2 separate regions of the Gossypium raimondii genome follow, and region 1 is linked to region 2. Evidence: chromatin contacts called from public Hi-C data. All regions are on one chromosome and are shown on one strand. The core of a region is the stretch at or near the end of the contact, and the rest is flanking DNA. Distances in the headings are between cores, read along the strand shown. Region 1 holds the start of LOC105763678 (short-chain dehydrogenase RED1). Region 2 holds the start of LOC105763676 (transcription factor TGA1).

Region 1 (5,684 bases), core at 2,754-5,253, 300 kb after region 2:
TGAGCTAAATTTACTCGTATAGATCTAGATAGACCAAATACAGAGTTAGATCGTGGAAAAGAAAATGTGTCGGATTAGTAGATTTTGCGTACACGAACATTGTCGATGTAAGTTCATGTAACTAAATTATGTATATTTATATGTTTGAATTGAATGTTATATATGTGAATTGTGTAAATACAATATATATGAAATTGATCACATATCCGACAAATATTAAGTCTTGTTTGAATAAATGAAATACGATAGATATAGGGTCTCGAATTGGTTGTGGTCCTGCATATGTTGCGGACACACCACAGCTTGAAAGAGCGTCTTGTTATTAGCTCTCATGAGCATCCCAATATTTGGCTCTCACGAGCTTCCCGTTATATAGTTCTTGCTAGCTTCCCGTTAATAGCTCTTCGGAGCTTCCCTATAACTAGCTCTTATGAGCTTCCCGATTAATGGCTCTCCGGAGCTTCCCGATATTGGCTTGCTTGAACTACCCGATTATGGCTCTTATGAGCTTCCCGTTATACAGCTCGAATGAGCTTCCTATTACATAGCTCACATGAACTTCCCGTTATAAGGCTTGATAGAGAGAGCTTCCCGTTTATATGCTTACATGAGCATTCCCGAATATAAATTGACAAATTACAGTTGTGTACACTTCGTGTGTACTACTCGTGTATCCATCGATATTTCAAAGGGTTTAGCTGCCAAAGTTATGATATAAGTTAAGTCTGAAGGAATCACTACCTGTATATACCTGAAAACACATAGAAATTTGATATTTGATGAGCTCATCCCTGTTTCTTGATATTCACATGGAATACATGACTAACATGTTTGATGAAGTTATGTTTGTTTAGGCTATTTGCCAGATTACTTTGGATGTATTTTGCATGCTTACCTTAAATGTAAATGGATGGTAAGTTAATTTTCCGTTATACGAACTTACTAAGCATTAAATACTTACTATGTTTTATTTCTTCTGTTGTATAATAATTCGGAAGCTCGTTGGGTTGGAAGCTTGGCGGAGATATCTCACACTATCCTTCAACTCATTTTAGTATATGTAACAAACTAAATTTTGGTGATAATGACATGTATAGGTTGAATTGGGCCATTGATGGCATGTATGTGTTTTGGTTGTAACTAGCCATTGGAATGGCTTGTGATAGATATGTTTTGATGAGTATATAAAAGTCTATATATGGTTTACGTGTGTTTGAAATAAATAAGTGATGGAAATCATATAAATATATTGCTGAATGGTTGAAATGGCATATTTAGTATAAAGATATTTTATAAGTATTAGGTTAATTTGATAAAAATAAAGACTTGGTCATATGTATTGATATGTCATGCATGATACTTGGTATTGCCTTGATTTGGATGTATTGTATTCGCTTGCGAATGTGTTTAAATGTGAATCTAGGTGGAAGACAAACTGGGTGAGAAATAAGGCTTGGAAATGAACTATTTTGTCCACATGGGCAGAGACACGGACGTGTGTCTTAACCGTGTGTGACACACGGCCTAACATACGGGCGTGTGGTTTGGCCGTTTGTCCCCTGCATCTTTAAAATTTCAAAACAAAATGCCCAAATATTTTCTCACGGCCTGGCACACAAGTGTGTGGCTTGGCCGTGTGACCCAAGTCAGAGAGTTACACTGGTACGGACACAAGCTGGGTCACGCTCGTGTGTCGTACTTCGAATGCCCAAACGGCCTAAGACACGGGAGTGCCTCTTGGCTGTGTGAGCCACACAGTCTGACCACATGGGCGGGTGTCCCCTGCATCTTGGAAAACTTTTGAGATTTTGCGAAAAATTCTCTGAATACTCAGTTTAGTCCGGACTTGTTTTTAACGTATGTTTTAGGTCTCGAAAGCTCTTGTAAGGGACCTTATGATTGATTTCTGATATGAATGTTAAATAATATGAATTGTCTATATTTAATTATGATAATACTCCGAAACCCTGTTCTGGTGACATATATGGGTTAGAGGTGTTACATGTACCCAGTAGGTTGGAATTTACGGTATTAAATAATATTACAATTAGACTTTGATCTTTATAGTCTAGTAATAAATTAAATATATATATGGCTGATCAATTGTGTGTTATTAAAGGCATATAAATAAATCATGCAATTACTTAAGTATATTTAAAAATGTATATTTGTTTGATTAGTTACATAAATCATATAATTTAGTGTCGAATTATTCGCAGTCGCTTTGGCAACGATTGTAATGCACTGTAGCTAGAGCTCGATAATCGGATCGAGTATAAGTTATTACAAATAAGGTCCTTAAACACTCAAGAGAAGACAAGAGAACAATATTCAAAGATCAAAATCTTAAGTTTCATCATTCTTACTTTATTATTCTCATACTTATAGTTTGTACATAAACATTTGTCGAGTTTATTTTCTTTCTTTCAATTGCTTAATTGTATTTTGATAGAACTTAATTTTGTAAAAATCTACCTTAGAGATGTTTTTATTGTTTTCATATTTTAAATTTTTCAAAAAGAAAAGAAAAAGAAAAAAGAGGAAGGGTATCTAGTTGAGTCATCAAAATCTAGTACGGTTATAGTTTAGCCTTGGGAAATATTCTATCTAAGCCTTGAAAAATGATAGAGATTATAAAGGTTATACATTTTCCTTAAAAGGTAACAATTCAATATAGTGACTTGAGAAACTTTAGTTAAGATATATTAAGATAGTGGAGATGAGAAATTGGGGTTGAACCATTATAAATTGAATTATAAAACTTTTTCCTCCCTCTTCTTTTATTTGTAGAAAAATTTTGAAATCTCAATTCACCCATTTTGGTTCTTTTAAACCTAACATTATCCATAATGAGTTTTTGTTGTTGTTAACCCTACTCAACTAATCAAATATGAATTAGAAGTTCATCTTCTTAAGTTACTCCTCCAATGAAGGAGATAAAAATAAACACACATGCTTCTTTTAATCCCAAAACTCAAATGGAAAGAATCATTGATGGCTTTAGTGCTTGTTATCTTTGCTTCTTCTGCAATCATGGAAAAGCGAGAAGGTAATGAGAATAGGAGTAGAATGGAAAAGGTGCATGAATGGACAAAGGTACTATTCATCTATGATATTCGATTTTCTATGTTTAATAAAATCGATGCAAAACAAAGTTGACATAAAACTAGAATGAATTGGGAAGAACAAAAATAAATCTATACATGACATACACACAATGTGGGCCTAAAGACCCAGATATACACAATTGCACATGATAGGACTTGAACTTAGGTTTTTAGGACTCTCACCTTTTGCCTACAATACCAATACTTAATTGGCTTAACTAGTTTTGTTGTTGTAATTAAGGCTAGTTTGCATTGCTATTGAGATTGAGAGGTACTTTTGAAAAGCTTTGTTTGAAAAATAATATTCTAAAAAATATTGGGAAATAATATCTCTTATTAATTTCAAGTGTTTGGCATTATTGTCAAAAATTATAGTGAAAAGTTAATATTTGTTTTAGATATAAAATAAATTAATTCAAATAATATTAAAATAATTTAATATAATTATACATGAAATAAAATTTTAAATACTTTTAATTTCTACAAAAAATAATTTTAATTAACTAATAAAATATTTTTAAAATTAATCATACATGAAATATTTTAAATTTTCAATATAAAAATAAATTATTTTAAATAATATAATGATATTAGTAAAAAATAATTAAATAATTAAATATAATGATAAATTATAATTAAATAATTTAAAATAATCACACATAAAATATTAATTAATTTAAATATTTACATACATTTTAAATATATTTTGATAAAAATTACTTCAAAATGAAAAGCTAAAAACGCTTAAATCCTTTGTTTTGGTTTTGGGTGGAAAAAAACCTTTTTTACTATCTGACTTTGCGGTTGGGATTGGAAAACCCTATTTTGCCCCCATACGGTGTGAGTATCAAAACATTTTAACGATTAGTACAAATTAATTACTGAAATTCCCGATGTAAAATTCTTCTCGTATTTATCGCTTTTGAATTTTTCAATTTGAACAAGTTCAATAAGAAGTCCGTTCTGAAGAACTTCCACTCTTTTCAATTCAATGGAATCCCAGGATCAAAGCCCAGTTGTTCTAATCACAGGATGTTCCCAGGGGGGAATCGGGCATGCCCTCGCACGAGCTTTTGCCAATAACAACTGCAAGGTGGTGGCGACAAGTAGGTCTTTAAGCTCCATGTCCGATCTGCAACGAGATCCCAGGTTTTATCTTCAAGAACTCGATGTTCTCTCGGAGCAAAGCGTGCAGCATGCCATGTCCAATGTAATAAATAAGTTTGGTCGTGTTGATGTCTTGGTTAATAATGCTGGGATCCAATGCGTTGGCCCTCTTGCAGAAGTCCCTTTGCCTTCCATGGAAAGTGCCTTCAATACCAATGTTTTTGGTAAAGTTATTATCTCCTTTTACTTTACTTTTTTTTGTTATTGTTAATTGAACCTATCAAATGAACTGCTCATTCATGATGAAGTTATGGAATCAAGCAATCAATTGATTGTTGAAACAAGTTGATCAAGCTTTGGTCCTTTAATTGATCCCGATTCCTCTGAAAGTTGCGATTGCTGGATGCTGAACCAGGTCTATATTTTCAATGTTGTCATATTTGAAGTAAATCATAGTATGTAATCTTGTGTACTAAATGAAAATTGTACTGTATCCAGTGTTCTAAAGTTGAATTATTTGTTATTTTGGCTCTTGGCCTATCTCTTAATGCTAGATATTCAATGATATTTCTGTTATATTATTAAGGCAGGGATTTAAGGGCCTAAGAAACTTTCTGATAACCTCAAAGCAGCACCTATGAGTAGTCTTTCCCTAATTGGCTGGACTGTACCATTACACTGCTTTGTTGCTTGGACTTTTCATATTGTCCGACGCCATGTCGAGCTCGCTTTTTGGACATGGGTACTTGTATGACCCTCTAAATACATGAAAAAATTAGAAAAAATTGGATATACTTAGTGTTTAAGCATACCATATCTGACCGTAACATGGCTACTATGTTTCATTCATCAATGAATCCAAACTTCATAATAGTCGTTTGTCTTTAATGAATCCACTGCATACTTCTCATTTTCTTTCTTTTTCCCTTCTTGGTGAATATCAGGAATTGGATTGAAGACCCCTTCCTAGCCCCACTCCAATCCACATTAACACCAAAACATTGAATTTTGATTTGTATAGATGCTATTAGTTGTCTGGTGTTAATGGTGTTGTATTTGATTGCAGGTGCGATGAGACTAGTACAAGCTGTTGTACCTCACATGGCATCTAAGAAAAAGGGTAAGATTGTGAATGTTGGAAGTGTTAGTGCTTTGGCTCCTGGGCCATGGTCCGGTGTCTATTTTGCATCTAAAGCAGCCCTTCATGCGCTAACTGATACCTTGAGGTTAGTTTAACATTACATCTGCATTAAAGAATAAGCTGCAAAGGCAATTCGTTAACTACCGTCTAAGTTCACCAGAAAAATAATGTTCTTGCACATATCTTTAGATTCAGGTGACTAAATAACAATATAGAACTGAGTGATTTAACCTTATACGATTGTTATTGATGCAAACAAATAAAATTTATATCTTTGTTAATAAAAAATTGTCTACATGCTGATGTGGACTACTGAAATCTGACAATAC
Region 2 (5,253 bases), core at 1,622-4,121:
AAGTAGAGGGACTAAATTCCAAATATACAATGAGTACAGGGACTTGGAGCATATTGTAAACTTTATATCCATTAACATCCAAAAAGAAACAAACAATTAGCATCACATGCAATTCACTGGTACCTTATCAAAAGGTTTGCTTGCTTCTTGGTCATGCTTGCAAGAAGGTGCTGGCATTTCATGTGAAGCAGTCTCAGACTGAAAATTTCAAGTAAAAATGGTTACTTGTCTCCAAAATAAGATAAAACGCGATTTACTACCAAGCAAATAATAATGCCTCAAAAATTTGCACCTCGTTTTCTAGCTTATTATCCACTTCAACAATCACTGATGCAGATATACTGGGATTGCCAATACTCTTGAAATTTTCCCCCCACATGCCAATCTGGTGGATAGGCTCATAGGTACCCATCATTCTTGAAGGCACAAACTGGGTGGATGGAAAGTCCATGCTTCTGGAATTGATAATGGTGGCAGCTTTTGTACAAGTTAGATTGATATTATAGGCATTGAGAGCTTAAAGTCTGGATAGAAACAAGACATAGGTATGTATAAGCTTGGGGAGAAGCACAAAACGAACAGGCAACAAAGAATATAATTATAAAAGCTAATCACAAAGATGCTGCATATTTTAGGACAACCCCAATCAAATAAATGGCATTTTCAATTGAGAATCACCCTTTGATAAATCAAGAGGTTTAACTAAAGAAGAAAAAGCATGTTCAAAAACATATTTTATTTCCTAAATATCATACTGACAACAAGCTCACTAGAATCAATTATCTCTTTGAGAAAGCAAATAAAAGAATTTCATGAAAGAAAAATTAGAAGGAAAAAAAAATTCGTGATTTAAATCAAAAGTAACTATTGCATTAGTCCTACTAGAATTAGGGAAATAAAAAGCTTCGACTAAAATATAGAACTCATCCATGCACAAAAAATTGGAAGAGAAATGGTAGATTTTCAAGATTAAAATTGTAAGCAAATCTTGTTAAAAATGGTCCCCATAATGGAACCATCAACGAGAGTGTAACCAGTCTTAGTGACCTCTTCAATGGCACCATTGAAGTTTATTTAAAGAATTCAACATCGTATAAAGAAAATAACACTGAAACCCTAACTCCCATCATGGCACTCAAACAAACATGGCATGAACGCAAGTGTAAACAACTAAAATGTGGTTCCTATCTGTAAGAATGAATGAAAAAGAAGTAAATGCTACCAACAAATAGAAAGAAAAATATCGCCCCAATCTAAACTTTGATTTTCAGCTTCAACTTCAATTCAAAAGAATCATTTAAAAGCTCCTAAGCAAGTATCACAGCTTCAACAATCAGGACACTGCTGCAAGCTCCTATAATCTTTCTTTCCGTTTCCCCCTTTGCATTACATGTTCTATCATCAAGTTAAAGTTCCCACTCCCTCCCCAGTCTAATTCAGTCATAATAACCTTTGAAGATACTTAATACTGTGCATCGGCAATTAGACCCTTTTATTTGGACATATAGAAGCCTAACAGTTAAGGAAGATAAATCTATGCTGCATAGTAGGATCGGCAACAGCACTGATTGCTGTGCAAGGTCATAGATAATAGAGAATAGTTGGTAAAGGATGGACAATGACATCTTTTTGTGCTTCCCCGGCCTGTTTATGATTCCACTAAAGAGCAATCAATTACGCAAAATCAACTTGAATTTAGTGCTTTCTTCTCAGAAAACACAGATTATTTGTATCCAAGTGTGAGAAAAGATTGAAAACCAATTATGATTCTCCTCTACCCAGCTCAGTCTTAAGCTGTCAACTGTTTTCATTATTGGAGCTCACTGTTCACTTGTCTCTTATGTTCATGGTGGACCTATTGCTACTCCTGTTCCTAGTCCTAAAATTCTTCATTACCATCAAAACTAGAAAGATTTTCTTCCATAGGACCTTTCTTAATATGCACAAAACAAATAACAAAACTTGCAGAAAAAATAGTTTCTTCTGCTTCAAAAGTAGATTGCATAGCAGTGAAACAATTGTAGATCCTAGCAAAATCGCAACAGGTTGAATAAAACAAAGGAGAATTCAAAGAAAACCCAAAACATTTAAATAAAATTATGCATAAGCATATGAATACGGATAAGGAAGAATTGAGAGCTTCTATTTGAGTCATTCAATAGCAACAGATGGAAAAAAGAAGAAAAAAGAAGCAAACTCCGAAAATCAAATCTGAAAGGAAACATGATTAATAATCAATATTTATCCCATCTATTTTTTCACCTCTGAACAAAAGTTCCACCAAAAAAAAATCATCCAAGATAGAGAAAAGAGAAATAAAAGATGCATGGCTAACAATTAAACGCTAAACCCAAAACCAAAGAAATTAGCCAAAAAAGTAAATGAATAAAAACCCATTTCCTTAACCCCAAAAAATTTCAATACTTCTCTTAATTTACATCTTACATAAAAACAAAAATAACAGAGAAAACTCCAATTAAACCGAAAAAATGTTTAATTCAAAGGAAAAACACAATACTTGAAAACACCCTTTGTTTAAACAACTTAACCAGTTTTTGAATGTTATATTTTTGTGTTATTTTTCTCCCCCAACTCTCCCGGAAACCAAACACCCACCAAAATTTTTCAAAAAAGAGAGAAGAAGAAGAAAAAGGGAAAACCAACCTTCTCGTTTGAAGGGTCGTTAGAAAGAGTTTCCCGCTAAAATTATAGGTCCAAAAACAGCACAAAAAAAAAAAGTTGAAATTCAACAAGCAATGGCTCCTTCTTGTATCTAAATCGCCCTCAGTCTCATCACTCCCAACATCAATCCTACTGAGAGCACCACACCTTAATACACCCCATTCAAACTGTTCCACCAATCTTTTATATTTTCTTTTTAAAATATTCTTTTTTTCTACTAATAATATTTTGTATTCTTTCGTATAAATTTCTTTTTCTAATTATCATTTTGCATTTGTCTGTGTGTTATCGTGATCTTACACACTACACTGAGTCGACAGCAACACCATTAACAATTTTTACATTATATTAAAAAAACAAATTTATTAATTATTAAAAAGAATTGCCCATCTTTCCACTATCGCTAATGTGCGCACCAGGTGGCTTCTTATCCTACGCACCACTCCCTCTTAACCTACGCACATCCTTCTTCCCTTCCTTGTCTTGATAACTCACGTCATATTTCCCGGCGGAATTTGTTTTTGTCTTTAGTGGGAAGTTAGGTTTAAGCGCTTGGTGAGAGCGTGGGCGGGAAATTCAGGCGAAGGAGTTGACGCGTGCGTGTAACCGCCTCACAAGGAGCGTGGAAAGGTATTTTAAAGTTTTTTGTTTCGATTTTATGCTTTTGGTGGTGGGATGGTAACGGCTATTCCATTGAGAAATTCGGGGGTAGGGACGGGTAACAAAAAGAATATGTGAGCTTATTAATATTTGATATACTGAGATTCTCTAAGGGCAGTATTGGAAATTTAAAATAAAAAAGAATTTGAATCTTCTTGGAAGAATAATGAACATGTTTGCCCATTACTAAAATATATAAGATGGATGTGCAGGAAGCTTCGATATACTTACTTTAGACTCAAGTTTAGGGTATTTTAACATCAAACTTTGTATGTGAATATAGAAACAAATATAGAAACAAATGTATGTTTAAAAATAACATACAATAAGTCTGTTTTTTAACATGTTTCTGTCTGCCGCTGCTGGCAGGTTCTTGTTTTTAGATTTATGTTAGTTTTATGGTTCTCTTGAAGGATCTTGACTGCGCTATTTGTATCAAGGGTTGTAACAGGCTTAATCCATATCCGTCACCGGAACAGGGTTACGAAGCATTATCGGAGTTTACAGATCAAATACAATTAATTCATATTATTTACTATTCATATCTGAAATCAATCATATTGTTTCTTAAATGGGCCCTCGAGGCCCAAAGTATGCATTTAAAATAGGTCGGGACTAAACCGGGAACTCAGAGAATTTTTCGCAAAATTTCAAAAATTTTCCTAGGTGTAGGGGACACACACCCGTGTGGTCAGGTCGTGCACGCTTGTGTCTTAGGCCATGTGGGCATTCGAAATAGGGGCACACGGTCGTGTCCCAACCCGTGTCCAATTTAGGTTGCTTATTGACTTGGGTCACACGGCCAAGCCACACGCCCGTGTGCTAGGCCGTGTGAACAACTTAATTTACATTAATTAGGGGCAAGGGTCACACAGCCAAAACACACGCCCGTGACACACGGCTAAGACATACATCTGTGTCTCTACCCGTGTGGAAATACCCGGGCATTCTGTTTCTTAATTTTAAAGATGCAGGGGACACACGGCCAAACCACACTCCCATGTGTATGATCGTGTGTCACACACGGCTGAGACACATGCCCGTGTCTCTACCCGTGTGGACAAAAATAGGTCATTTCCAAGGCCACATTTCACACCCAACTTGGCGTCAACCTAACCAACCAATTTTGCACCATTACAAGTCACAATAAGACCTTCAATTCAAGCCAATTTCAAGCTCAATACATGTCATAACATCCCATATTTCCAAGTATTCAATCTTACCTAATTGGCCATATAAATATATGAGTATATTTCACCAATTCATGCAACCCTTAACATACTTATGTAACTTCCACCATTCAACCATTTTAATGCACATCAAACATGATAAGTCCTTATATAATTACAATAAGATATGTTTAACACTAGTCATTCCAATGGCTAGTTATAACCAAAACATTATCATGCCAACATTGGCTAAATAACCTATACATGCAATTATAACTTAAATTAGTTTTCTAGTTATACCAAAATGAGCTGAGTGATAGTGTGGTGATGCTCCGACCAGCTTCTAACCTTTACGAGCTTCCAAATACTATAAACTAGAGAAAATAAAACAAAGTAAGCATATAATGCTTAGTAAGTTCGTATAACGAGAAATTAACTTACGATTCATTTTTTTTAAAATAAACATATAAATGGCATCCAAATAATTTGGCTAAAAGCCTATCACTAATCACGTTAGTCATGTATTTCATATGAATAATAAGCATAAGGATGTGCTCATCAATACCAAATTTCCATGTATTTCATGTATATACAACTAACAATTCACTTTAAATTCATTTATTTTCTCGTATTAGAGTTTACCCGTTGAATCATTTAAAATATCAATGGATACCCGGTAGTACACATAAAGTGTACAAGTCTATACTTCGTCAATTCATATTCGGGATTGTTCATACGAGCA

What was found. Hi-C and Micro-C count contacts between places; a contact is called where the count stands out from the background.
Region 1: a Hi-C map of leaf shows a contact between it and region 2, with 1.9 times the contacts expected there. The contact joins the promoter of LOC105763678 here to the promoter of LOC105763676 in region 2. A contact is called at or near these places in 2 of 2 Hi-C or Micro-C datasets (both in leaf).

The regions. Positions count from the first base shown.
Region 1 is chr12:31,274,920-31,280,603 of ASM2569854v1, forward strand. It overlaps LOC105763678 (short-chain dehydrogenase RED1), which reads left to right and starts at 4,004. Exons shown (of 3, transcript XM_012581986.2): 1 at 4,004-4,438; 2 at 5,281-5,440. The coding sequence starts at 4,099. LOC128035615 (a long non-coding RNA gene) reads left to right here. Exons shown (of 2, transcript XR_008192141.1): 2 at 999-1,247.
Region 2 is chr12:30,978,424-30,983,676 of ASM2569854v1, forward strand. It overlaps LOC105763676 (transcription factor TGA1), which reads right to left and starts at 2,872. Exons shown (of 10, transcript XM_052625523.1): 1 at 2,665-2,872; 2 at 293-455; 3 at 124-198. The coding sequence starts at 451.